Linked DNA regions of Mus musculus: all the other regions are linked to region 6. A link is a contact called in public ChIA-PET, Hi-C, HiChIP or PLAC-seq and promoter capture Hi-C data. All regions are on one chromosome and are shown on one strand. The core of a region is the stretch at or near the end of the contact, and the rest is flanking DNA. Distances in the headings are between cores, read along the strand shown. Region 1 has its middle 26 kb from the start of Gm10851. Region 2 overlaps Rsu1 (Ras suppressor protein 1). Region 3 overlaps Cubn (cubilin (intrinsic factor-cobalamin receptor)). Region 4 overlaps Rsu1 (Ras suppressor protein 1). Region 5 holds the start of C1ql3 (C1q-like 3). Region 6 holds the start of Mindy3 (MINDY lysine 48 deubiquitinase 3). Region 7 holds the start of Rsu1 (Ras suppressor protein 1).

Region 1 (3,653 bases), core at 550-3,049, 870 kb before region 6:
TCTTACATCCAGTTTTGCTCTGAAGCCCCGCAAGCCAAACACACTTGGTGTCTGTGTGTAACAAGCATCCAAGCAACTGGACAACACCGACCTCAGAGTCAGAGCCAAGAGAGCATTAGCTCACTTCCTTCTCAGACACATAGGTAAATGGACTCCAGTGGCTTCAATGAAATCACTCAGACAGTACTTGATGAAGGTGACCTATGAGTGTCTCGTTTCCTAGCTTCCAAGTCATTCCACTGCCTCTTCCTGCCTAAGCCACTCCCAGAACCGTCTCGCGGGAGCGCAGTGACCGAGGTATACTTATTTACAGACTGACTGGTCAGTGAACCCGATCATCATCCTGTGGGATGAGTGGCCCCCACCTATGCTGAGGGCTGGATAGCAGATACTAAAACAGACTTGAAACTATTACCTTCCCTCAGACCACAGAGCTCCTGTGGGATCAATGAGAGAATCAGTGGCTGACAAAGCTCCCTCCTTAAGGATGTCTTGGGGTCTGCACTTAGAGAGAAAAAAGGAGGTCCTGACTGGGATATAGAGTCGAGGCCTTTTTTCACCAATGAGCATATATCTCTCACGTGATGCCGTCTCTCTACTTCTCACAAAGAGCTTGATTGTTAATAGAGGTTTAGTGTATCACTTGCTGTTTTTCTGACATAGATAACACACCATACCATGCCACAACATACCATGCCATTCTGTGCCAGACCAGACCAGACCAGACCAGACCAGACCAGACCAGACCAGACCAGACCAGGCCAGGCCAGGCCAGGCCAGACTACACAGCATGTGACAGATTGGGTCCATGTTCGAAAGGCAGATGCAAAGGCAGCTCTGTTCCTCACATAATTTGCTGTGTGACTTTTAGCAAGATACCTAACCCTTCTCAGCCTCTCTTTGCTTATTTCTCAAGCAGACATACTAATACTAAGGGGTCTCTGAGGGTGGACCTGAAGGTCACAGACTCACACAAAGAGCCTTGAGGGTGGACCTGAAGGTCACAGACTCACACAAAGAGCCTTGAGGGCGGACATAAAGGTCACAGACTCACACAAAGAGTCTTGAGGGTGGACCTGAAGGTCAAGGATTCACACAAAGCACCTTGAGGGTGGACCTGAAGGTCACAGATTTACACAAAGAGCCTTACTGTTAGGTCCCAGCACCTGCAAAGAAGCTAGAAGAACTTAGAGAGTTTGTTTCCTTTATTTTTTTTTATTCGTTCTTGGAGGAGTCTGGGCCTGGTTATTTTTATGGTTTTTAAAACTCTACTTCCTTGCTTTTTTTGATTGGTTTTGGTTTTGAACTTTGTGAGACAGCGGTTTATGGCCCAGGCTGTAACTGGATTTTCAGCTGAGGGTAACCTTTACCGCCTTCCTCCTCCACTCAAGTACTGGGCTGCAGGTGTGAACCACAGGCCTGGCCTTTGATTTTGTTTAGGGAATGGTCACAGTTCTTCTTCTTCTTCTTCTTCTTCTTCTTCTTCTTCTTCTTCTTCTTCTTCTTCTTCTTCTTCTTCTTCTTCTTCCTCCTCCTCTTCCTCCTCTTCCTCCTCTTCCTCCTCCTCCTCCTCCTCCTCCCCCTCTTCCTCCACAGTTCTTTTTTGAGACAAAGTCTCTCTGGTGCTCTGGCTGTCCATAAACTCACTGGGGCATTAACTCACTGTGCAGACCAGGCTGGCCTTGAACTCACAGAGATCTTCCTGCCCTTTGCCCCTCCCCCTCCACTACATCTAGAACAGTTCTAATCTGTAAGAGGATTTACTTAGCATGCTCGCCTGTGTGAGTTTATGTGCAGGATCCCACAGAGACCAGTAGAGGGCATCAGATTCCTCCACCCCCACCCCTCTGTGGTATGAGTGAGTATGGAGATTAGACAATTTTCAAAAGTCATTTTTCTCTTTCCACCTATTTACATGGGTTCTGGAGATCAAACCCGGGCCACCAGACTTGTATGGTAAAGAACTTTGTTCACTGAGCTATGTACATGGCCCTGGGTTTTGTATTCATTTAGTTGTTGTTATTTGTTTTATTTTGTTTTGGCCAAATCTCACACTGTAGCTGAGCCTGGCCTTGAACCTCACTAACTAGCTCTCACCAGCCTCAAACTCTTCAGCAATCCTCTGGCCACCATCTCTTGTGGATATTAACAGGTATGAACTGCTGTGTTCAGCAGTCTTGTTTTTGTGACACTAGGGAATCCAACCGCAGCTACATGCACATTGTGGGCATAGTTTCACCAGTGAGCTACTTCCCCAGCCCATCATTGCTAGTGAAACGTTGACCCACTATTTGTTGTCCCTTCTGACAACGAACCCATGCAAGAACACTTAAAATCCTATTGTTGGAAGACACTAGGCCTGAAAGAAACCTCAAAAAAAGAAATTTAGTCACAAGCCCAGGCTTTAGACTAAGCCATACCTATGAGGCTCTGATATTTTTCTCCATTTTTCTCCCTTCCCCTATTTCTTCTTCTCTGTGGTGCTGAAGATGGAACCCCAGAACCTGGAGATTTTTGTATGTGGGACAACCGTCTCCATCGTGGAAGATCCGGTCATTAAGGTGTCGCGTTTTTGCAGAAGTGCCACCTCAACCTCTCTCCACAGCACCTTCCAAATGCAACCATGACTTTCGTGACTTCCTGTGTCTAACTGACATGCTTCCTGTCCTCCTTTTTTGTTCTCTTAGATCTCACATTTCCTAACTTCTCCTATTCCAGCCGATCTCAAAACCAGTTTCTACAGTCCTGCTTCTTGGTCAGCCCTAATACCGAAAGTCTTCCCTCATGACAGCCGCAGTCACCCTGGAGACCAGTGGGGAGACAAGATGCCTAGCTGAAGTGTCATGTACTACCTCAGTGTATGAGGCGATCTGGCCCTACACTCCTCCCTCCACCCATATTATAAAATGTCACACCACGGGGGTCTGCGGCAGAAAGGCGGGAGGTCCCTTACTATCACCACAACACCAAACTCAGAGAGAGGCTGTGACTTCATCCATCACAGCTGGTCAGACACATCTCTCTCCATCTACAGTCTAGTTTCTTTAACAGGGGTGAGGAGAGGGTGGGGGGAGGCGTTTATTCTTAAAAACCAAAATCTCAAAACTACCTCTCTGTTACGACTTCTATTTGGTTTTTTGTTTGTTTGTTTGTGTGTGTGTTTGTTTGTTTTGGGTTTTTTTGGTTTTAGGGTTTGTTTGTTTGTTTGTTTGTTTTTAAACTAGAGTTAGTATTAAAGAGAGTAGAGAAAAACAGAAGAGTGTTGCTAGGTTGTTTGGTTGTTTGTTTTGAGACAGGGTCTCATGTAATCGAGGCTGGCCTCAAACTCACTGAAATCCTGCTTTTGCCTCCCAAGGGTCAGGCTTGTAGGACTGCACCACCATGCACAAGGTTTTGATTTCATGAGACAAGGTCTTACTATGTAACCAGGTCGGCCTTGAGTTCACAGATTTGCCAGCCTCGGCCTCCTGAGTACTGGGATTATAAACATGTCTTTCCACACATCTTAATTTTCGTTCGCAGTCCTCCTCCTCCTCCTCCTTCCTCCTCCTCCTCCTCCTTCTCCTCCAGTACAGTCTCAGGTAGGACTTGAACTTGTTATGTAGGCAAGGCTGACCTTGTATGATGCTTCCACCTCCCCAGTGCTGGGATTA
Region 2 (3,719 bases), core at 24-2,523, 710 kb after region 6:
GGCCATTTATGCACCTGCAGTCCCAGATACGGAAGGATCACTGGGGGCTGCTGACTGACAGTCTAGCTCCAGGTTCATTCTCAGAAGAATGAGACAGAATGGCAGAGCAGTGGATTCTCCTTTGGGTGTGTGTAGGTGTGCGCACACACACACACACACACACACACACACACACACACACACACACACACACGTTTAACAAAAGTCTCAGGCTTAGAATATAAAGTGAAAGCCAACTGTCTTCAGAAGTCATCATCCCACATTGTTGTATGCTCCGACCAGAACAACACATTAACATATAGATCAACACATAACACCCAAGGGAGGCACCACACTCAGAAAACTACTGTTACTTTTTTTTCCACTCCAAAAAAATTCATGTCTTGTGTGGATTTTTAGGTAAAAAAAGACTATTTGACACCCAATTGCCCACCATATAATAATAGCTTTCTTGAAAGAATTCAACAAAGATTTTTGTCTAGAGCTTGTTTCTTAAAGATAAAAAAGAACTGATTTTTTTCATGCATATTTACTATTTTTTAAATCTTAAAAGATTATGTTAAGCAAAATGGAAATGATAAAATATGGATTTAGGAGATGCTGATGCTGACTATGCCACAGATCACTATGAAATTTAGACAAATTTCTGGTCTCATGCCATGATAAAATGGAAAAAATAATATATTGGAACACAGGACAAGAACTCAACAGTTCATCTAGGTGGCTATGCAGTTATGAATAATTTTAATAAATATGCAAAGCTGGTATTCTGCCACATAAAATAGGTAGTCAATTGTGAACGTGATATATATTTGTAGACTATAATGTGTCCTTGGAATTAAATAATTAATTGTCACTTCCATGAATACCACTGTCTTCTGAGTCCAGGCTATCTGCCTTTTGCCTGGTACTTTTTAAAGATTAATTCTGATCTCTTCCGCATTTTGCCTGTGAGTATTACAGATTAATTTTACAAGTTAAGTTTTATTCTACAGCTAGGTTCTACTGCCCACTAAAAAAAGACCTGCAGACTCCCTGCCAAATGAATCCCTATACCCAAGATTCTGATGCCAAACAACTTTCAAGGATACAGTTTGAAATAACAACTCTTATTTGTGCCTTTCAAAATAACACAGAAAGACAGGGAAGAACGCATATACATAGAAATGTACATGAAAGATCTTTCGGGTAAAGACACGAGGACTCAGCCCTGCTATAGCTCAGAAAGGATGTAACTACGTATACATAACCTCCCAATGGGGACATGTTTGAGCTTTTCCTGTGCCCCACGCTTGAGATGCTGTTTCCTGATCACTGAATCACAAAGGCTATGTGTCTGCCTTGATCTCAAGGCAGAAACTGACATTTATCGAAGATAAAACGTGCTTGAGCTGTCTGTCTAGTTCAGCATCCAATCTTGGCTCACCAGAGTGAGCATACCTAAGACTTGGTTTTCTAGTGATTTTCCTTATAGGTAACGACAAATAAGAAATAAAAGTGGGGGCCCCTGGGCTTAGATTCTGGGTTGTGTTCTTAGGCTATCTTAAATCTAATTTCCTTTACTATGATTCTACATTGGGGCTGGGGACTCAAACTCAAGACCTGCTGCCTGCTGACTCTAAGAGTGATTGCGTGCTTACCAGTGAAAACGAACTACTGAGCACTCTCTGCACATCTTCTCCACGCAATTCTCCAAACAGTGCACTCAGTACTATAACAAAATGAAAATGAAAACTAAAACATGCAGTACTGTCCTCCACCTTCCACGTGATCACTAAGCCTCCTGACGCTTACAATACCTTAACGGATGACTGTAAGACACGGTTGTGTTACTCAGGCTCTGGGAGAAGGAAGCAGCCTGACGACAGGCCATCTGTAGGCTGGGCCTGCACTCCATGGGAAGCCCCAAGTTTGAGTCCTGGCTCTTCCACATACTAAATGGAACTCTGGGAAAATCTCCGTTCCCTTGGATCTCAGGTTTTCCTTTTCTAAAGAGGCCAGGGGGCTGAGAGGTTGGGCCACTGTATAAGAGCGTTTGCGCTACAGGCATGAGGATCTTAACTCAGACCACTAGCAGTCATGTGAAAGGCTAGACTTGGCATATGCCTGCCTACAAAACTGGCACTCTGGTGCAGAAGCTCAAGATCTTACTGGCAGCTTGCTTCCTGCCCAACACCTCCTTCCCTCCCTCCTCATCCCACCTAGCTTCCTGCCCAACACCTCCCTCCCTCCCTTCCTCCTCATCCCACTCCCACCCCCAAAATTGAGCTTCTGGTTTAATAAGAAACAGGGTCCTCAATGGAAGAGCTAGAGAAAGGACCAAAGGAGCTGAAGGGGTTTTCAGTCGCATAGGAGAACAATGATATGAACCAACCTGAACCTCCAGAGCTCCAAAGGGAAAAAAAAAAAAAAAAAAACACCATCCAAATGGTACACATAGAGGGACCCATGGCTCCAGCCACATATGCAGCCAAGGATGGCCTTGTTGGGCATTAATCGGAGCAGAGGCCCTTGGTCCAATTAAGGCTCGATGCCCCAGCAAAGGAGAATGCCAGGACAGGGAAGCAGGAGTGGGTGGGTTGGTGAGCAGCAGGAGTGGGGATAGGTTAGGAGGTTTTCCGAGGGGAAACCAGGAAAGGGGATAACATTTGAAATGTAACTAAAGAAAATAATAAAAGACAAAACAAAACAAAAACAAAATAAACCATAAAAGAAACATTGTCAAGATAACACAAAGTGTGAAAGAGAAATATACTGGATGCCTTGCTTTGGCTCCAATGGTGTACTCACAGGCACGTACTACAAATATACCACACAGATCCCAATACCACTACACAGATACCCCCCCCCCATGCCATATCCTCATATACCCATATGTAAACAACCCTCACACACACACACACACACACACACACACACCACACCTCCACACAATACCCCACACACCATGAATATATACACACCATACATACATATTACAAATATATACCACACACACATAGATACACACACACACACCACTCATATACACACACTATGCGCTTATAACACAGAGGCTTAAGCAGTATCTATCTCCACCTTGTGATGATTAAATAACAATCATCCAGTGACCATTAGTTGTAGAGTTGTTTTCTGTTACTGTAATAATTTGGTCTTAAGGAGAGATGAGTTATTCAGGCTAAGTGACCCAAAGGATCTGAGGTCTCTCTCAACTCTGAAGACAGGGGAGAATGGAGTAGCTCTTAGAGGTATGGGTGGGAGAGGTGGTCCAGGCCTGGTAACAGGGCTTGAAATCCTGTGGGTAAATCTCTGTCTCCTTAGGTAGCTCACTAAACAGAGCTGGGATTGGATTTTATTTCCTGAAAAGTAAGGTGGGACTTTAGATAACTACTGTTCCATATCTTTTTAGTTCTACAGAAGCTGAAGATAAAAAGTTAGAAATAGACTTAAGTAAGCCCACACTACTATCCTGTAGGTACACGTTTCAGAAGATTTCTTTCTGATTGATCCACTCTCTCTCTCTTCACAGTGCTCTTCTTCCTCATTACCTTTCCTGCATCTGTAAATAAAAGAGCCACACTGTGTGGTCTTCCTAGATCTCTAAATAAAGAATCCACATGGTGTGGCCTCCTTTCTCTTTGTTGCTAGTTTTCCTTCTCCAACTGCCATACTTACTGGCCACTCAGGAGGATTTCCATCTGTGTGGTTACCCACAGAGA
Region 3 (3,710 bases), core at 208-2,707, 990 kb after region 6:
CTGCAAGCCAACTTTAAAAGCTAATATATGTATGTTTGTATGTATGCATGTATGTATGTATGCATGTATGTATGCATGCATGTGTGTATGCATGTGGGTATATAATGTCTCTAATGCTGCAATTGGAAATCTTCCCCATTTAAAAAGTTAAACCAGAATTCCTAACTAAGATTTATGATATTTAAAACTTAACCTTGTGACCAGCATTTCCTACCAGTGCAGTGTGCCTGTATGCATGATCCTCCCTGTGCAGTCTGCATGCACCCATGGTCCTCCCTTTGCAGTGTGCCTGTACCCATGGTCCTCCCTGTGCAGTGTGCCTGTACCCATGGTCCTCTCTTTGCAGTGTGCCTGCACCCATGGTCCTCCCTGTGCAGTGTACTCACAAGCATTGATAGTAGATGCCTCTGGACTTTTCTGCTTTGGGCTTAAGTATGGGAGGAAGAGAGGTGGAAAGTTGTGGGAAATAATGTCAAACTTTGTGCATGTAAAGGGATTTTTAAGTGGCTTAACGGTAGTTTGGGAAATTGTGGTAGGTTTTGTTCTTATTCATCTGAATCCTATGCTTCAAGTTCGAGAGGCTATGAGGAGCAGAGACCAGAGCTCTTTTGAACCAAAGGCTGGTTGTTTGAAGGCTGCAGCTCTGCATCATTTTATATAGCAAACTAGTCAGTTGAAAATTCTTCATCGTGAGGATGGTCAGAAAAGGGCAACGATTTTCTTTTCTTCTCCCAAAGACAGGGGTCTTAGGTAGCCAGTCTGATTGTAAATGGATCCTCCTGCCTCAACCTCTAAAGTGCTGTGATGTGTGTGTGTGTGTGTGTGTGTGTGTGTGTGTGTGTGTACCACCACTCTCTGTCTGAAAAGAATTTTGATCGCCTAAAAAATAAAGAATTCATATATTTTTATAATTTAAAAAAAATCGCCGGGAAGTGGTGGCACACACCTTTAATCCCAGCACTTAGGAGGCAGAGACAGGAGGATTTCTGAGTTCAAGGCCAGCATGGTCTACAGAGTGAGTTCCAGAACACAGCCAGGGCTACACAGAGAAACCCTGTCTGGAAAAACAAAACAAAACAAAAAAATCACATTTTACCCAGACAATTTTGGAGTCAACATCTTGTCTAAGATGCATCTTGGACTGCTTAATGACGTAAGAGAGATCAGCTTCATTGCTATACTTTTCAAAATTCTGAATGTGGATTATCCTAGTAGAAAGCTATATTCTCCCAGCTGGTATGGAGACAAAACTAAATGTCTGGCCTATAGAATGCACTTAAACTCACTTGTGAGTGGCAGGTGCTCTACTGTAAGCAGGGCTATTAGCAGACAGCTAACGTTGTGGAAGCCCACTTCCTCTAAAGGACTGTTCCAGGAAACATGACTCATCTGCTCAGGAAATGAGCAAGGAGGCGCGCCCTGATCAAAGAGTCAAACCCACTGTGGCTCACACACACAAAACCTCTTCTGCTTCTCTGCTTTGTTCTAACCAGGAAGGGAGCTTTTAATTACCAGGCTTCAGACAGAGAAGCTCTGTGGCTTTTGGAAGAAGGCTGAGAGGCAGAAGGAAGGAGCTGTGCTGTTCACACATGGGGACACTCTGTGTACAACTCTGTTATCATAAAGGGGAAAATGTTTGTAGACTATGGCTTTTGGGGTGGACACATAAGTATTTATGTGTGAAGGGTGTATTTTTGAGCACGTGGGTCTAAGCACATGTGAATGCTGCTGTGTGCAGGCCAAAGATCAACACTGGATGTCTTCAATTGCTCTCTACTCTGTTTAAGACAAAGTTTCTTCCCAATTTGACTAAGTTGGCTGGCCAGATCCAGGGATCCTCCTGTTTCCACATGCCTATCCCAGTGCTGGGGTTACAGAGATGTGAGGTGTACTATCACACCCAGCTTTTTACACAGGAGTCTGAACGCAGGTGCTCTTGCTTGTGTGACAAATACTTAGTAACTGAAACAACTCCCCAGGTCCCAAATACAGCTTTTGACAGTGCAAAAGGCTAGGGGCTGAACCATAGTCTGGGAGATTCTTTTTTTTTTAATATTTTTTATTACATATTTTCCTCAATTACATTTCCAATGCTATCCCAAAAGTCCCCCATACCCTCCCCCCCCCCACTTCCCTACCCACCCATTCCCATATTTTTGGCCCTGGCGTTCCCCTGTACTGGAGCATATACAGTTTGCGTGTCCAATGGGCCTCTCTTTAGTCTGGGAGATTCTATTCATGCTAGAATAATAATGCACTGTTTATGGGCATGTGTCCTATGCTGGGCATTACTGGGGGTTAAAATGCCTAGCAACTCTGCAATGAAGTCTCTACAAACTGAGGTGAGTGCAAGTGTAGTTAATGCAGAATTGTGAAATGCATCAATGATGCAAAGAAAACTGATTGTTTTCTTCACCCCAATTTTCTTTCTAAAAGCCAAAAAATGTTAAATTGTAGCAAATATACTCATTCTTTGTTAAAGGATTATAGAGAAGCACGGAGCAGTTTTTAAGGCCGTTACTAACAGTTTCCAAACCTTCAATGTGTCAATGGAACCTCTCCATTCTGTTTCCTCAAAGAGCTTCAGTTAAATCAGTAGACTAGAATATGGGTGTTGTCATTTCTCATTTATACTTTGTGCAAGGTGCCAAGATGCATCGAGGAAGCTGGCTGCAGTCATCAGCAAAAAGAAAAGGAAGAATTCTAAACGAGGGGCCACTAATTCCCTCCGCCTGCAGGATGGATGCACTATGAATCCCTATGGCTGGCTCAGGAGCTCTGCTTCGATTAGTACCGCGAACAGCAGTTAGCATTGTTTGCTGTGTGCTAGGCCCTGTTCTCATTCTTTGTGTGTATTAGCTCATTTACTTTGATTGTTCCATTTTACTGAGGGAAATGACACCCAGAGACTGAACAACCCATCCATGGTTATTCAAGCTTAGATTTAAACCCAGGCTTACTGGCTCTAGAATCTTCTTTCTAAACCGTCATGCTCTACTGAGCAGCATAGAAAGGACTGAGCAGGTCTGCAATAGAGCCCGATGCTTAAGGGTCACTTCTAGCCAGGGAATATTTGAGGAACATGAAGCTTTATTCTTACCACCCCACAGCTGTCAGCAGGCTCAACTGATTTGATTAAACCCTCCTTGAACAGATTTGATTCTAATAATGGGCTCCTCAACTGCACAAGTAAGAAATTTCATTTCCAATGATATTTTTCAAGGAGAACTAAAGAAGACTACTATTAGACTGACAACAGAATTTCTGGATCTTGAGAGATTGTTCGGGAACCCTGCATGGAAGCAGTTGTATGGACATGTGACCAGCAGTTATGTGCAAATACAAACATGTTTTTTCATTTCCCTTTTTGGAGAGGTTAGGAAAAAACAAACTTTAACTGGATAGAAACTTCTGTCTTTAAACAGATTCCAAGAGAGAAAGAGAAGACAAAATCCTAAGCAGAGCTGCATCTGTGGACTAAGGGGACGTGGAAGTCAAAGGCCACCCACAGAGAGCTCTGGGGCTGCTGAGGATTCTAGCTCTCTGCTGGGGGAGGAGACAGATGCCACTGGGCTGAGCTGCTGGTTAGCTGGAGGAACACAGATGGCATGTTCAAGAGAGGGATACTGCACTAAGGGTGAAAAACATCTTCCTCAAATGTCCAAGAATGAATGCTAAGTTCTCTCTGCAAGGATGGAAGAAGAGTCAAG
Region 4 (3,498 bases), core at 319-2,818, 810 kb after region 6:
ATGCACACACAGACACACACACAGAGATCCATACACACAGACACATACACAGATATACACAAACATAGACACACACAGATGTGTATATACATATGCACCACGTGCACAAACAGATATACACAAATATACACACAGATATACTCAGAGACACACACAGACATGCACACAGAGACACACAGACACACACATACACATGCAGAGAGACACACACAGACACATACCATGAACACACAATAACCAATAAAAATGTAAACGTAAGTATTCTGGATGCTGCAATAAAGAATGTAAATGTGGTGTTATTTCGTTACACTCTAGGCTTTTACAGCCTTTCTTTGAAAGAGTAAAGAGTAGTGAAGAGTACTAAGTTAGCTCGTTCCTACAAGGAAGATAAAGAAATGCTACCAACAACAGGATAATACGTGAAAATAAGCAAGGCTTCTCAGGATATATAACAGGAGCGATCTAACCATTCTAGAAAAGACGGACAGGTAGCATTTTCTGCAGCCTGAATGACGCCAACACTACAGAGTCTGTGTGGAATTGCTGGTGAAAGTCAAGTCACAGAGCCAGCCGTCAATCCTTACCCAACACAACTAGAGACCAGCCCCATATTCCGACCAGATGCAGTGTCCAGACTCCTTACATATGTGCTGTTCCTACAGCAAACCAGGAATCCTACCTAGCCTTAGGTGCCATTTCAATGACTCCATGTAAAAAAGAGATCTTAACTCTCACATGATTCTGGAAATTTTATATGCAAATAAAAAAGGTCATTTGTACTTAGGGTGATTAATTACCTTTGCTTTCTGGCCAAAAACACACGGTGAATAATGAAGTGATTATATATTACTGTTCGAGTTTGAAGTTTGAACTAATCATGTTGTGCTTCACAGATTTTATGGGATTTTCTCCAAAGCAGCTATTAAAGCAGTGAATTACGGTAGTTATAGGTTATTTAAAAACATAAAGTTTATGAAACACTGAAGCAAGTTTTCTTTTAACAGGTTTTAGATGGCCCTCAAGGTAAAAGTAAAAATTCGCCAATTATCTAAGCCCCTACCTTAATAAAGGCCACCATCTCCCCAAATATTATTAGACATACAGGTAACTAAAGTAATTCTACCTGTGGCTAATCAACAAGTATTTGCTGAGCATGAGTGCCCAAGGGCACACATGTTTCATGGGCCTCCTTAGGATTCTGCAGCTTAAATAGTTTTATGAACCACAAAACCACAAAAACAAAACAAAACAAAAAAAAAAAAATCCTGAGTTAACCACTGCACAGACACACAACTGTGGTGTCACCCTCTTACCAACTACAAAGCGAACAATCAGTTATATAAAAATTAGAAGGAAATTGTAACAAACAAGCAATAAAGTGGGTTTGTAATATGAAGCCAAACAGGCAAAAATGTACGTCCCTGAGCTACAAAAAGGGCATGCACAACCACACGCAACTCCTAAAGATATGACGGGTGTGAACTGCCTCCCTTCTGAGCAGACACAATTTGACTGGCACCTAGAGTCTGCATTAGCTTAGCAGAAAAGAAATATGTTCCTAATCACACGTGGTGTGGTTTTGGTTCCCCACTAACTCAGTCACACATCAGCAGCTAGCTTTGCCTGGGGAGCTGGTTGGGACCATCACATCCAAAGGAGGAGAAACGGCTCTGGAAGCCGGGGAGAGGAAGTGACGTCCAGTGAAACGGAAGATCAGGACAGACATCCTGCTTCAAAAAATACCTCGAAAGTTTAGAAAGACGAAGAGAAACAAGAGACAAAAATTAAAAAGACACACATCCTCCATCAACAGAGGAAGCAAGCTTGGGGCGTAAACAACCTGCTCAGCCTCTTTGATGTGTATGCTTTATTATATGTAATACACTATAATAGTATAGTTAATATAATGTAGTATATGAACACATGTATGTTCAGGTGTGATTATGAACAATAAGCGGCAGATAACACTTAATTAAGTCCAACCGTCAGCACTTGCTCAGAGCACCGTTTGCCCACATTTCTGCCTTTCTTTACAACTGAGAATGACCACGGAGAGGCCGCATGGGGTGCTCTGCCTATCAGACCATGTGCTTAGAGGCTGAGGAAAGGGGTCATTCCGTGAACAGGGAAGAGAGGGGAGGTGACGAAGATGGCCAGAGACAGAACAAGACACACAAACCACCCTCCAACCTTGGCAAGTCTGCCTGGTCTAACGGAAACAAAGATCAGAGCCACAGAAGTGTTCGGTCCATTAAGCACTGGGTTTCCCTTGCCTGGAACAGTTAAAGTGCACACATAAATCACTTAAAGAAGTAGCCAGGGGAGATGGCAGTGCAGAGGCTCAGGGTGCAGAAGATCAGAACCTCTGACTCTGATTATTTAACCACGTTAAGTGTAATTCCTCCACTTAACAGAGGGTACAGTTTGATGAATGCTATCTCTCGCCTTGCTTAATTCTCAGTTAACTCCACATGTGGGGTGCTGTCCCCCACAGCCTGATGAGCTGTGGGGAGCCTTCTGTTTTACACACCACATGGTCGTGGTTTATTTTGAAGGGGAAGAGGGCCTCACAGAAACAAGGGGAGTTCATCTAAGCTTTCTGACGGACGGCATAGGAGCTATGACTTCAGAGATGAAAGTGGTAACATAAAGAGAAGAAGGAACATAGAGGTGAGGAGAAAGGATACTGAAAATAAAAATTATGAAAAAAAATCAAACAAAAGACAGTTCAGACTGAATAGAAAATCAAAATTCTGTCAACAGTTAATTAATCACACCAGGACAAGTCTGTCCTACTGGACTGAGTAACAGAGAAAGCGAAAGTGGTCACAAGAATTTTATTACTTAAAAATTAATATATATGTATATATGTATAGGCACATTCCACTCAAGACTAGGGGTGGGCTCTAAGATTACAAATGCAATCTTATTTTTAAATGTAAATTCAAGCTAATAAATCAGGTGGCGCCTACTGGCACTTTTTATACCTGCTTCTCATTCATTTAGAAAATCATCTTTTGAACGCTCTGGAAAACTTTCTTCAAGAACCAGCGTCAAGTCTATCTGCTCTGCAAATACACCACTGCTGCCTTCACTCAGTCCCGCGGTTTCCAAACCTGAGATGTGCGGGCTTAAAGAACTGATGTACGGGCAGAGCAGGACCCAAAGCCAGTGACATCACAGGAGAGCAGGACCCAAAGCCAGTGACATCACGGGCACCATGTGTGCTTCTGAAGCGACTATGCTCAGTTTTGCTTTAATTCTTAAAACAACGACAAAGCTCAATAATTTAAGAATAATTAAAATACATACACCTGTATATTGCACATCCTAGACTATGTACACACACTTCCTTTGTTCTTTCTGTCTCTCTCTGTCTCTCTGTCTCTGTCTGTCTGTCTGTCTGTCTCTCTCTCTCTCTCTCTCTCTCTCTCTCTCTCTCTCTCTCTCGTGTGTGTGTGTGTGTGTGTGTGTGTTTTCTGTTGTGCTCAATTTAAC
Region 5 (3,817 bases), core at 496-2,995, 590 kb after region 6:
AGTAAGCAAAGTGTAGGGCTCAGGAACTCAGCTAGCACAGTTGGCTACCAGTACGAAGGCCTCACCACCGGGTGCCTGCTACTTGGACTGTGCAGAAGGTCTGATTACACTTTTAGGTAGTTAGAAGTGTATTTTCTCCCTGCGGCTACAAGAACAAAGATGCTTCGGTTTTGCACTGACTTGACTCTAACAAAGGCAAAGTAGTCCTGGCCCGCACTGCAAGCCAGTGTTCCTTGTGGCACCACCTACCAGCTCTGAAGAGCAGGTCCTGATTCAGGCTCATATGAGGCTATTTTGCAGCCAATGCAAAGCCAGGCAAGGCAGCTGTGATCAAGTAGGCTAGGATTAGGAAGGGCCTCTGCCGCGCTGCCCTGGAGATAGTGGGTGGTGAAAGGGCTGAGCTCTGACCCGGCAACTTCCCGGACCACTTTCTTGTTCCTTTTCCTACTCCAAGAGTGGGGGTTCCTGTGTTTGCATGCCAGCTGCTATACTGTTACAGTGTAAATGCAACTTTTTCTGTTCCCAGCAGTTCTTCCTTTGGAAACTAACTGGAGTGTAAAGTGACTATTGAGTTTCACCGCCCAAAGCCTCTCAAAGGCCATGCCATTACATGCGCGCGGCAGAGTGCTGTCTGAGCCCTGGGCAGCCTTGTCTGAGACTCGCTCTTGGGGTCCTTCCATCCTCCCCGGAATGCTGGTCTATCTCCTCTGAATCTGGAGCCCTGACACGCCCATTTCGGGCTTCTGAAACCTTCTACATTCTCAGAAAAAGGCTGGAAGCGACTCTAAACTGCAGATAATGCCACAGACCAGGGATTCCCGGCCTGCTGTAAGACAGTTGCTGCAAGTTCACGAGTTGGCCCCGGGGCCAAGATCCCAGTTTCTCGCCCCTCGAGGGTTATGCTCTCAATTGCACGCGCCGAGCACGGTTCTGGCACCCTAAAACTACCTTGTCTGGGCTGCAAGGCGCTCTCCTCTGCGTATGACCCCCGCCTTTCCAGCATGTCACAGAGTCCCCCTCGCTTTAGCCCGGGGAGCCGGGTTGCCGCACCCTTCCTCCGCGGGCTCCCACCCCCATTTCCGGGGTCTCCTCCCTCTTGTCAGCACCTTCTCCGCCCTCCCCACTGCCTGCCCGCGCTCACCTGGTTGTTTTTGCAGAGATCAGCCCACATGCTGGTGCCGTCCCCTCCGCGCATCAGGACGTGGTAGGTGAAGAAGTAGATACCCGGTATGGAGCAGGTGAACTTGCCCGTGGTGGGATCATAGTGGTTTCCGAGATTGGTTACCACGTCGTCGAACTTGAGCACCTCGTAGCCTTCGTGCTGCCGTTTGAGGCCAGCGTAAAAGGCGATCTTGGGCACCGTGCTATAGGTGGCTGCACTGATAGCCCCGGCCGCGTTCAGGCCGGGCGCCCCAGGCGGGCCGGGCAAGCCTTGGCGACCCGGCTCTCCCTTCTCGCCCGGGGGCCCCACGGGGCCCGGCGGTCCGGGCTCTCCCGGGGGCCCACGCGGGCCTGCCTTCCCCGGCCTACCGGCCTCGCCTTTGGGACCCTGGATGAAAGTGGGCAGGGACTGCATAAGGCCCCGGTCCGGAGTGGCGGCGGTGCTGGGAGCCTTGGTGCCCCCATAGGGGTCGCAGACCATGCGGCAGGTGCCCAGCATCTCGTAGTGAGCCGACGTGCCGGCCGAGCTCACCAGCACCGGGATGAGGATGACCAGCAGAAGCACCATCACCACCCCCAGCGCCCCGGCGGCGATCAGGCGCCTCCTGCTGCCCACGAGCCGGCTCAGCGCGGGCCGATCCTCTTGTCTGCTTTTGGACAAAATTTTGAAGGTTGGGCGGGGACCTCTTCAGAGCCGAAAACAATCCCCCTTCGAACCCCAACTCCCCTGGGCGGGCGCGCGCCGGTCGCTCTTGACCGGCTCCTGCTCCCCCCCGCTGAGGCTGCGGCTAGGGAGGGAGCTGGGGCGCCAAGTGACTTGAACTGAAGTCCCGAGCTGGGGGTGGGGGTTGGGGGGAGGGGTGCTCAGGGCGCCCTCTCGCCTCCTGCCAGCCCCTTCGCACCTGTGGCTGCGGCGGGTGCCGGAGCGGCCACCCGGAGGGCAAAGCCAGCTGCCGCCTGCTGCGCTCGTCCGGAGCAGCTCACACTTTTATGCCGCTGCTGCCCGTGATCGACTTTTCCTTTTTTGCAGACTGCGCCAGTTCTCACCAACTTTCTGTCTGAAGTTGCCCTTTTTTTTTTTTCTGCTTCTTGCTTTTCTTTTGTTGGCTTGGTTCGTCTGTCCTTGTCTCTTTTTTTTTTCTTTCTTTCTTTCTTTCTTTTTCTCCTGCAACTCCAACAGAAACGCACCCCCCAACCCTAGAGGGCTGCGGTTGCTTGGGGTCGGGAGGCCCCTGAGATGCGCGGAGCAATGGCAATTCGCAGGATCCGCGGCTCAGAGAAGCTCAGGGACAGAGGAGATAGGAGCTAGCCAGCAGCATCGAGAGCCTCGCCGCCGAAAAGCTGAACGAGAGAGCTGAACGCAGAATTCTGCCTGGGTACCACCTGCCAGGAGAAGAGGAGGCTGACAAACGCGCGCCGGAGCAATTTATAGGAACCCAAGGCACAGAGGAAGGGGAGCCGCTTTGGCATCTCTCTGCAGCATCTGCTCTGCTCATCCCACTCACACAGAGTTTGGCATTACTCTGACAATGTGGGATTTTTTTTTTTCGGCCTCTCCCCCCTCTCAGCAAGGGATGAACAGTGAAACCCTGAATACTTCCTTGTCTAGCCCAGACGATGGCAGCGCCCTAGCTGGTCATACTAGGGGGAGGGAGACAGCTGCGCAACTGCTCTCAGGACTCAAGGGTCACACCTAAATCTATTTCCCCAGTGCCAACAGCTCTTGTTGGAGGTGGAAGTGAAGGTTGAAAGGAGGGAGGTTTGATGACAACATTTCTCCTCTGGCTCATCCACAATCAGTGCTTCAGGTGTTTTTCAAAATGCCACTTTTAACATAAGGAGGGCTCTCTCCAATTTTCCAGACAGTAGATGTGCGTGCTTTTTTTTTTAACCTTAGCATTTGCTTCCATAGCCTTCTAGATGAAATAAGATGAGAACAGTGACGTGTACTTAAAAACCAAAGGACATTTCTTGATTTAAATGAACTTGCCCACCGCCCAAAAGGAGGAGGGCTGGTTCTTTTCACAAGTGCCAAGGGCTTGAGCATGCATGTGCATTTGACTCAGAGGCTTCCAGTTGCAGAGCCCTTCAGGAGACACCATCATTGGACTTGAAGTTGCATTTGCTTAAAAATGCAGCGTGCAGGAGAAGTCATCCCTTGTCCAAAGGCCTTTGAAGGTCTTACAATAAAGCAAGTGGTATTTGCGAAAGTGCTGGTTTTCATGAGACAGAGTTCTTTCTGTAGGTACCATAGCAGATTTCCCAGATATGCATTAGGGGAGGGAAAATAGGGAAATTATGACAAAGAACAGCCACCACCCCTAACAGTGGAAGAGCTGGAAGAAGAAACCACTTGAATTTAGAATACTAATAGAGGGGCCCCAGAGTGAGTATTAGGGGAGTTACCCCACTGGCAAATACATTTGACATATAAGAAGGGTTTAAATAAGTAAGTAGAATTGGTTTCCTAAATCACACTTTTGCATTCAGGAGCAATAGATGTCAATCAAACGTGGATGACATTTACTTGTCAATACGGAACGATGGCTGGGAAGACAGTTACTTATTACAACGGGGTGAGAATCTGAAATAAGGAGCAGGAACAAATAATAATATAACAAGCAAGTAGTACATGCTAGGTAACTATCAGCAGACT
Region 6 (3,554 bases), core at 289-2,788:
CATTAGACTAGCAGAGGAAGGGCTGTGATCCATATTCCTTTAAAGAATGTAACCAACAATATCAGATGCCATCACAAAATCAGGGATACTTGAAGACAAGGGAACAATCTAGCAGCAAGCAACACTGTGTTTCCATTCAGAGCACCACACCTAACCACATTAATTACAACATGAAACTGCTTTCCCGTATTACTCACCTAGATCTCCACCCTCCCACCACCCATCCAAAAAACATTCCAAACACTGACGATAACTTAAAGCTCACTCGAAGGCTGGAGATGTAATGATCTTAACAGTGGCACCCTCTTTGTATCACACATTGCAGTCCCAGGGCCCCTCCCCTTTCACTCCTGCAGCAGGTTAGCCCAGAGTGGCAGAGGCACTTGCGTTCTTTGGTAAACACTCTCTCACTCAAACTCTTCCTCATCAAAAGCCATTTAGAGCAATGGTTCTCAACCTGTGGGTCGCGACCCCCTGGGAGTCGCATATTAGATATTTATATTACTACGTAACCGTAGCAAAATTACAGTTATGAAGTACTTTTATACAAAATACTTTTATAATTAGGGGTTACCACAACATGAGGAGCTGCATAAAAGGGTCACAACATTAGGATGGCTGAGAACCACTAATTGGAGCAGGGGTACTAGCTCTGGGTATCCAACAGGCCAGAGCAATGGCAATAGAACCTAACACAGAGTACCCGAGGTGTCTGAGCCGGGTTATTGGAATCAAGTCCGGGATCTAGAACTGAGCGCAGAGTCCCGAAAGTGGTCAGAGCAGGGGTACTGGGATCAAACTCTGTAGGAAAGAGTGCGAGTACCGGAAGATTAGAGTTGTACTAGTACCAAGCGCCGGTACAGGGAAAGAAAGCGAGTGCGGGAAGCCGAGCAGCCGCAGCTGGGGTACTGGGACCAAGGGCTGGTACGGGGAAAGAGTGCGGATACTAGAGGGACTGAAGCCGGGATACTAAGCGCGAGCACAGGGAAGGAGTGAGGGGACCGGAGGGGCTGGAGCTACTGGGACAGAACGCGGGTGCCCCGAGTGCCTAAAGCGTGGTTACTGGGACCAAGCACGGGTACTGGTGAAGAATGGGCATTGGGGCCAAGCGCCAGGTACCCGAGGTGATGGGGTCGGGGCGAGATGGTGGAGCGGGGGTAATGGGACCGAAAGAGGCGTCCTGGCCCGACTCCCGGAGCCCAAGCTGAGCGGCTGGAACGGAGCCCTGCCTTGGTACCTTGCGTCCAGCGGCAGAAGATGGTGTCCGACAGTCCGGGACTGCTCTTGGTGCCCCACACCAGCTCCAGCAGCTCTTTGGTCACTTCGGACATGATGGGAACTGGACAAGAAGTGGGTCTTTGCTTCTCGGACTCCGGTCCCGGAACATAGGGAAGGGGAGGCTCGAGAAAAGGGCAGCGGGACGGCAGCGGTCGGACGCGAACGGGAGGTCGAGATGGGTGAGGGCAGCACACTGCCGGCACAGACCGCCTGTCAAGCCGGGCGAAGCGGCAACTAGGAGTTTCCCCTGCCGGAAGCGGCCTGACTTCCGGCTTCCTTTAGCCCCGCCCCCGCGGAGGGCTGGGAGAAAAAAAAAAAATCTCTTCCCCGGAAGCAGAAGTGGAGAGAGAGTCTCTAAACGCTAGGAGACTTTGGCTTTTTTTGGGAGCTGTCCTGTTTGGGGATAGTTGGACTATTGACTTTTGCACTGCCCTACCAGGGGGCTGAGACCTCCTCTCCTGGACTCTGCTCTACTTTTTTTCTTAACCTTTTTTAAAAAATTGATTTCTGCTCTACTTTTGTAGCAGGCTTTGAGGCTTTTGCTGTTACCTGGTCCTTGAAATCTAGAATATTATGTAAGCTAGAATTATAAGAGGATGGGCTATACCCTTGAGTTGAAAGTTGCCTTCCTCAGTCTCTTGATAAACCTTAAAAAAAAAAAAATCCAACCAAGTCATTAGCTAGTTACACCTGTAAATGCATTTGTGTATTTAAAATACCTCTACAGGTATAACACATTACAAAGCTAACTGGGGCTAAGCTGACCTAAACCAACCAATTGATAAATAGCACAGATTTCATATCGAAATTTTAAGGCCCCTATGTTGGCAGTACTTGGGATTAAAGACCCAGGTTTTATTCAAGGATTAACATTCCATTATACTTAGTATGAAAACTATTTGTGGCATTTAAAAAAGAATTTTCATTGGTTGGCTTTGACAATTAGGAATGGAAAGGGCAAATGTGCATTATAAAAGTTTGTGGACATTGGGGTGTTTGTTTGCTTATTTGTTTCTGGAATGCAGTATTTCATACTTATTTGGAAGTCGGACTCTGAGTCATGAAAACCCCAGACTCTTCCATGCTGAATATCAAGTTAGCTTCACTCCACCTTTGATTGTTGTTCCCTAAATTAGTAATTGCCATACACTTATCACCATTACACATATTGTGAGGTATAAAAGAAAAAAAATGTGTAAAAGGATCCAGGTCCTTTCTGGCATATGGAATATATTCACAAAACAAGGGATATTTTATTCATTAAGATATTTTGTGGCAATTTGATGCAACACCAATGACTCACATTTTAGGCACCTTGCTATTTAATATAGTAATTTTTCAAGACACATAGTTTGCTGATTTCAAAATACAGATATCTTATCTTGTTCCACGTTAACTAGTTAAGATAAATGAACTCATTTTAAATCACCCAGTTTGAAAACAAGGGTTTCCTAATGTATAGTTTTTTTAAAGCATTCTTCCCTGTAGTACCAGGGGATTGCTAAAAATACCTGTTGTGACCACGGCCTTCCTCATGAGTTTTTAAAAATGTCTCTTGTATTCTCTATATTATTTTTTAAAAAATTACATTCATGCCAGGCATGATGGCACACACCTTTAATCCCAGCACTTAGGAGGCAGAGGCAGATGGATTTCTGAGTTCAAGACCAGCCTGGTCTACAAAGTGAGTTCCAGGGCAGCCAGGGCTATACAGAGAAACCCTGTCTCAAAAAAAAAAAAAAAAATTACATTTATTTATTTGTGTGTGTGTCTGTGTGTGTGTGTCTGTGTGTGTGTGTGTGTGTGTGTGTGTGTGTGTGTGTGTGTGTGTGTAAACACACTTGCACATATGGGTTTTTGCATAGCATGGCACACATGTAGTATAAGAGGAAAACCTGAGGTAATGGGGTCTTTCATTCCTGAGGATGGAAGGCATGTTTCAGGCTAGGCATCAAACTCATTAATCTGTTTTATGTGTTAATCTACTAATGTGCTATTTTATTGGTCCTAGAGTTTTCTTTAACCTAATTTTATACAGTGAATCTTAGCTATTTTATAAGACAGAATATGCATGTTATTTTACATAAAGCTTTCTTCAGTCATTACAGTCTAAACCAACAATAACTTGTGAAATTTCACAGTACTTCATCTGTAACTCTCTATGACCATGGTATCCTTACAATTGCAGAGAGTTATTTACTTTTTTCCTAAAATGCAGATGCATGAAATATTATAATAAAATAAGTATTAATCAAAGGAGTGAAACATATACTGAA
Region 7 (3,826 bases), core at 640-3,139, 850 kb after region 6:
CCGACTGTGTTCCAGACACTATTCTCAAGAACACAAGCATGGCATTGCATATTCTCTTGGTATTCGAATGAGGAAGAGAGTCTACTGGATTAAAAATAAATTAATTGGACTGGAGAAATGGCTCAGCGGTTAGGATCACTGGCTGGTCTTCCAGAAGTCCTGAGTTCAATTCCCAGCAACCACATGGTGGCTCACAACCATCTGTAATGGAAGCCCTCTTGTGGTGTCTCTGAGGAGAGCAACCGTGTACTCACATATGAAATAAATAAATCTTTTTTAAAAAATTAATTAATTAAAGGCTATGCAATCTGTGCCTTGTAGAAAGGTGGGTTCACACAGGAAGATAGAAAGAGAACGTTTTTCATAGGCTATGATGTCTGAGCTGACTCTTGGCAGTTAAGTTAAGGGACGTCAGGTGGAAAGGCATATAGATAAGGAGACAACAGACTTGCAAGTCAGGAAGATCTGGCTGCTCAGGGTCACTCAGTGGAGCTTATTCAACATCGCTTGGAATGAATGCATGGAAGGGATCGGTTTATGATCAGAATCAGACCTTGTATGTCCCGCTGAGGAATGTGGGGGTACCACTCTCAACAGTTAAGCTCTCAGAGGATCCAAATGAAGTCACAGGAACCTACAGAAGCGTGGTGACTTACTTAAAAAGTGTTTTCAAAGACCAGAATTAGTTTGCAGAATTTAAAGATCATGAAAAAGTGGACACTAGAATTCTCAACACAAAATCTGGCGATAGTGATGCAGCATTTACACATGGGGATAACCGTCTCCATGTGGAGAAGAGGAGATGCCCATGAGAAGGGCACAGGCAATGGAGTTTATGACCATTCCCACTTGTACTGAGTTCCCTGTCTGGTTTTACAGATGAGAAAAAAACAATAAAGTAAGAGTCATATAAGTTCACAGCTGAAAGCAACACCCTGATTAAACGGGTGCTGAGCTTGGATCACAAGATTGAGCAATGCCTGAACACAAATGGGAGAATGACCCAGGAATACGTAATGAAGGAAAATGTTGAAAATACTACTGGCACAAGAATTCTTACTATGCATGTAATTTTTGAGTACCACCAGCTCATGATTCATAGAGTAAAACGTGACTTCCAAATTACAAACAAAAATGGCTACTTGGGACACTACATGGAAGATGGACTTCAAAGCTATGAAGCTCCCTCACCCGCTGAGAAGGAACTGCAGCACACCTCGTGTGACGTTCTCATCTGGTTCACCAGTCCCAGCAGAACTAACTGTGGTTTGCAAGCTCCTGACAAGTGACCAAGTGACGAGCAAAGGTGGAATGGCAGGCTTCCGAAACTCGCCTCCCAAGAGAGCAGTTACTTACAAACTTAGCAACTGTCCAAGAGAACTTACACAAGCCGTTGACATCCAACATACTGGAGATACCCCTGTCACTCATGTCCACTTCCGGCTGGTTCTTCTCCCTGCTCTCCTCCACCAGCTTCTTCAGTGACTTGGACATGTTCTGTAGCAAAGGACAACAAAGCACGTGGATGATGGCAAAAATGGGAGCCTGGGGGTTGTGGGGCAGGTTAAGGCAGGAAAGGAGCAGAGGCCCAGGCTGAATTCTCCAGGGCTGCCTAGGGGAGAATGGGTATCACCATGGAGTCCTTAATGGAGGACTTGGACCCCGCACACTCACCGCAGCGAGCAACACCTGGTGGGTGTGATTAGGGACCTGCAAGGGAAACTCGGGTGGAGAGCGATGAACTGGATCAGCCGAAAACAGGATCCCGCAGCAGGAACACACCCTGTCCCAGCGATCGCGCAGGCGCACACAAAATCCGGCCAACCCCACGCCCCTCCCGGCCTGACACTTCCCAAATTAGGAGAACTGTTTCCCAGCTGTGGCTCCAGGCGAGGCTCTGCCCACTGAAGAAAGTGGACCCCGAGGCGGACCAATCGTACACGTTTTAGTCTCAGAGACTCCGCCCTACGCTGAGGAACGCCCATCTTCTTGAGTTTGGAACTTGAATTGGACTCAGCAAGTGCATGTGATCTAGATTCTGCGCATGCTCAGTAAGCTAGCTGAAGGACAAAGTTCTGTGGGCGGAAGCAGGGGATTCTAAGCTGGTCGCTGGTACCGAGGTAGACTCTTAGAATGCAGCTTGTGTTGAGGGATTTGGAGTTCCGTCCTGAGAAATCCACAAGTCAGGTACTCTCTTTTGTCCTGCGTCTTTCGTTGCCGGTCCCCTCCCACGGAGAGTTGTTACCGTGAGTCCCTCGTGTGCCCCTGGCTGTCGCAGACCTGGTGGAGGTATGAGGTCTGGATTATGGTAAAGATTCTGAAGACAAAGATTCCGCCCGAAACTTATGTCCTCAGCTGGTAACTCACAGGTTTCTGTATCTAACTGTTTTGCTCCGTTCCTTTTGGTCTTGGGAACTGGAATCTATCTCCCTTAGGGTTAGATGCTAACAGTAAACCACGACTATGTCAGAAGTCTGAGTTGGTGTTTACACCCATGAACCGTGAAATCTTGGCTCTTAGAACTCTCCCACTTTCTTCAAATAGAATGGATGGATAGATAGATAGATAGATAGATAGATAGATAGATAGATAAACTTTCTGCTGACCCTCTGGGTTCTACCTCCTAATGACTAGATCTTGATGACCCAGTAAAAAACTTAATCTTAGTGACAATTTCACACTATTAAATAGGAAATCATTCCAGAATTATTCCTCTGGCATTAGGTACATGACAGATAAGCAGTCAGACAGACGTGCAGAAGTTTAGACACACATATATAAGCAATGAGCCAAGCAGGTACTAGAAAAAGATTCGGCACTTTGAATTTGAAAGCAGAAATTTCTCCTTAAACACACTTCAGATGAAACGATGATACTTGCAATGCAGGCAACTTGCATTGTCCAGGCCTCATCACTTTTTTTTTTTTTTTTTTTTTTGGTTTTTCGAGACAGGGTTTCTCTGTATAGTCCTGGCTGTCCTGGAACTCACTCTGTAGACCAGGCTGGCCTCGAACTCAGAAATCCGCCTGCTTCTGCCTCCCAAGTGCTGGGATTAAAGGCATGTGCCACCACGCCCGGCTTGCCTCATCACTTCTTAAGCTAGACATTTGCTGAGAGCACTGATCTAGCACAGTCTCATACAAGCTGTGGATGCAGTTTCAGTTTCTGTGAGCCCTCTAAGCCCAAAGCATCAATATTTATTAGTGCTTTTTGAAAGGTTACTGATAGTTTTTCTCTGGCTGTTTCTGATGGAGATAGTTTTACTATATAAGTTTAAAGCATCATTTAGGGCTGGTGTAACAAAACGCCATAATTCTGAAGGCTGGAAGCCCAAAGTCAAATGCAGGAAGATTTGATGTCTTCTACCCCTACCCTGCCCCCTTAGCCTGGAGACTGCCGCCTTTCTTTGCACCCTCACATTACTTTCCCTCACCCCAGTTCAGTTCATCCTCCACGCAGCTATGATGACCACAGCAGATCTCTTGCATCATGACCTTCCCTTCTTCCTCTAATGGATATTTCTTTTTCTCAGCAGCTCTAAAGACAATAAGTTTAACCTTACCTCTGTTTGCTAAGTCAGTTTGTTTCAACAGTCTACTTTTGTTGGCTCCTCAGGCAAGAGTCTTTTTTGGTAATTGATCTTAGTTAACATTTCATGTTCAAGCCTGAAGACCTTGGCTGATTTTTCTGCATGATTTGTGTTGTTTCCTGACCCCCTCTCACTGTTGTAAGTGGATTTGTTTCCGTCTAAGTCTGCATCCTTTTCTCCCTGAGTTATTTGTTACGTTTCTTTAGAGACAAGAGTACAGTTCTGTGCAGAAAGTCA

The links. Promoter capture Hi-C pulls out the DNA fragments that hold promoters and counts their contacts. A called contact is a pair of places that touch in the nucleus more often than the background predicts. ChIA-PET counts read pairs in DNA pulled down with a chosen protein or histone mark. HiChIP or PLAC-seq counts read pairs in DNA pulled down with a chosen protein or histone mark.
Region 1: a contact with region 6 is called in a Hi-C map of Th1 cells, with 4 times the contacts expected there. The contact joins the enhancer-like site here to the promoter of Mindy3 in region 6. A contact is called at or near these places in 1 of 39 promoter capture datasets (pre-B cells), 1 of 484 Hi-C or Micro-C datasets (Th1 cells) and 1 of 115 datasets of contacts at active chromatin or transcription factors (large pre-B cells).
Region 2: a contact with region 6 is called in an H3K27ac HiChIP or PLAC-seq map of regulatory T cell precursor, with 9 times the contacts expected there. The contact joins the enhancer-like site here to the promoter of Mindy3 in region 6. A contact is called at or near these places in 4 of 39 promoter capture datasets (the 3T3-L1 cell line, embryonic stem cells, hippocampal neurons and 1 more), 2 of 484 Hi-C or Micro-C datasets (CD4 T cells and cortical neurons) and 4 of 115 datasets of contacts at active chromatin or transcription factors (cardiomyocytes, embryonic stem cells and regulatory T cell precursor).
Region 3: an H3K4me3 HiChIP or PLAC-seq map of bone marrow-derived macrophages shows a contact between it and region 6, with 6 times the contacts expected there. The contact joins the enhancer-like site here to the promoter of Mindy3 in region 6. A contact is called at or near these places in 3 of 39 promoter capture datasets (the HPC-7 cell line, hippocampal neurons and liver), 4 of 484 Hi-C or Micro-C datasets (B cells, CD4 T cells, Th1 cells and 1 more), 2 of 115 datasets of contacts at active chromatin or transcription factors (bone marrow-derived macrophages and pancreatic cancer cells) and 1 of 9 other capture datasets (liver).
Region 4: a contact with region 6 is called in an RNA polymerase II ChIA-PET map of memory CD8 T cells, with 22 read pairs. The contact joins the enhancer-like site here to the promoter of Mindy3 in region 6. A contact is called at or near these places in 11 of 39 promoter capture datasets (the 3T3-L1 cell line, 3T3-L1-derived adipocytes, the C10 cell line and 7 more), 5 of 484 Hi-C or Micro-C datasets (CD4 T cells, CD8 T cells, double positive thymocytes and 2 more), 20 of 115 datasets of contacts at active chromatin or transcription factors (T-cell acute lymphoblastic leukemia, acute myeloid leukemia, bone marrow-derived macrophages and 14 more) and 1 of 9 other capture datasets (liver).
Region 5: a promoter capture Hi-C map of hippocampal neurons shows a contact between it and region 6, with 4 times the contacts expected there. The contact joins the promoter of C1ql3 here to the promoter of Mindy3 in region 6. A contact is called at or near these places in 2 of 39 promoter capture datasets (hippocampal neurons and second pharyngeal arch cranial neural crest), 3 of 484 Hi-C or Micro-C datasets (Th1 cells, embryonic stem cells and myocytes) and 6 of 115 datasets of contacts at active chromatin or transcription factors (bone marrow-derived dendritic cells, embryonic stem cells, forebrain and 2 more).
Region 7: a promoter capture Hi-C map of liver shows a contact between it and region 6, with 7 times the contacts expected there. The contact joins the promoter of Rsu1 here to the promoter of Mindy3 in region 6. A contact is called at or near these places in 16 of 39 promoter capture datasets (the 3T3-L1 cell line, the C10 cell line, the HPC-7 cell line and 9 more), 2 of 15 datasets of contacts at CTCF or cohesin (the NIH/3T3 cell line and large pre-B cells), 9 of 484 Hi-C or Micro-C datasets (CD4 T cells, CD8 T cells, LSK cells and 5 more), 34 of 115 datasets of contacts at active chromatin or transcription factors (the 230-238 cell line, the SCID.adh cell line, T-cell acute lymphoblastic leukemia and 26 more) and 4 of 9 other capture datasets (adipose tissue, embryonic stem cells, liver and 1 more).

Annotation. Positions count from the first base shown.
Region 1 is chr2:11,546,027-11,549,679 of GRCm38.p6, forward strand. It overlaps a transcript of Pfkfb3 not described here. Among named protein-coding and RNA genes, the nearest start is that of Gm10851, 26 kb to the left of the region's middle. Within about 2 kb of position 1,800, at least 66 of the 459 cell types and tissues checked have an H3K27ac peak or open chromatin away from gene starts, as enhancers often do. A contact at or near this core is called in Th1 cells and pre-B cells, where this site is marked.
Region 2 is chr2:13,131,313-13,135,031 of GRCm38.p6, forward strand. The region is part of intron 8 of Rsu1 (Ras suppressor protein 1); the gene reads right to left. Among named protein-coding and RNA genes, the nearest start is that of C1ql3, 120 kb to the left of the region's middle. Within about 2 kb of position 1,274, at least 13 of the 459 cell types and tissues checked have an H3K27ac peak or open chromatin away from gene starts, as enhancers often do. A contact at or near this core is called in regulatory T cell precursor, where this site is marked.
Region 3 is chr2:13,412,299-13,416,008 of GRCm38.p6, forward strand. All of the region lies in intron 27 of Cubn (cubilin (intrinsic factor-cobalamin receptor)), which reads right to left. Among named protein-coding and RNA genes, the nearest start is that of Cubn, 78 kb to the right of the region's middle. Within about 2 kb of position 1,458, at least 226 of the 459 cell types and tissues checked have an H3K27ac peak or open chromatin away from gene starts, as enhancers often do. A contact at or near this core is called in B cells, the HPC-7 cell line, Th1 cells and 2 more, where this site is marked.
Region 4 is chr2:13,231,878-13,235,375 of GRCm38.p6, forward strand. All of the region lies in intron 3 of Rsu1 (Ras suppressor protein 1), which reads right to left. Among named protein-coding and RNA genes, the nearest start is that of Rsu1, 38 kb to the right of the region's middle. Within about 2 kb of position 1,569, at least 31 of the 459 cell types and tissues checked have an H3K27ac peak or open chromatin away from gene starts, as enhancers often do. A contact at or near this core is called in CD8 T cells and memory CD8 T cells, where this site is marked.
Region 5 is chr2:13,009,119-13,012,935 of GRCm38.p6, forward strand. It overlaps C1ql3 (C1q-like 3), which reads right to left and starts at 1,746. Exons shown (of 2, transcript NM_153155.2): 1 at 1,142-1,746. The coding sequence starts at 1,729.
Region 6 is chr2:12,417,922-12,421,475 of GRCm38.p6, forward strand. Mindy3 (MINDY lysine 48 deubiquitinase 3) reads right to left here and starts at 1,539. Exons shown (of 15, transcript NM_024185.4): 1 at 1,238-1,539. The coding sequence starts at 1,331.
Region 7 is chr2:13,269,526-13,273,351 of GRCm38.p6, forward strand. Rsu1 (Ras suppressor protein 1) reads right to left here and starts at 1,890. Exons shown (of 9, transcript NM_009105.4): 1 at 1,675-1,890; 2 at 1,386-1,497. The coding sequence starts at 1,494. It overlaps Gm13270 (a long non-coding RNA gene), which reads left to right and starts at 2,052. Exons shown (of 3, transcript XR_865976.2): 1 at 2,052-2,187.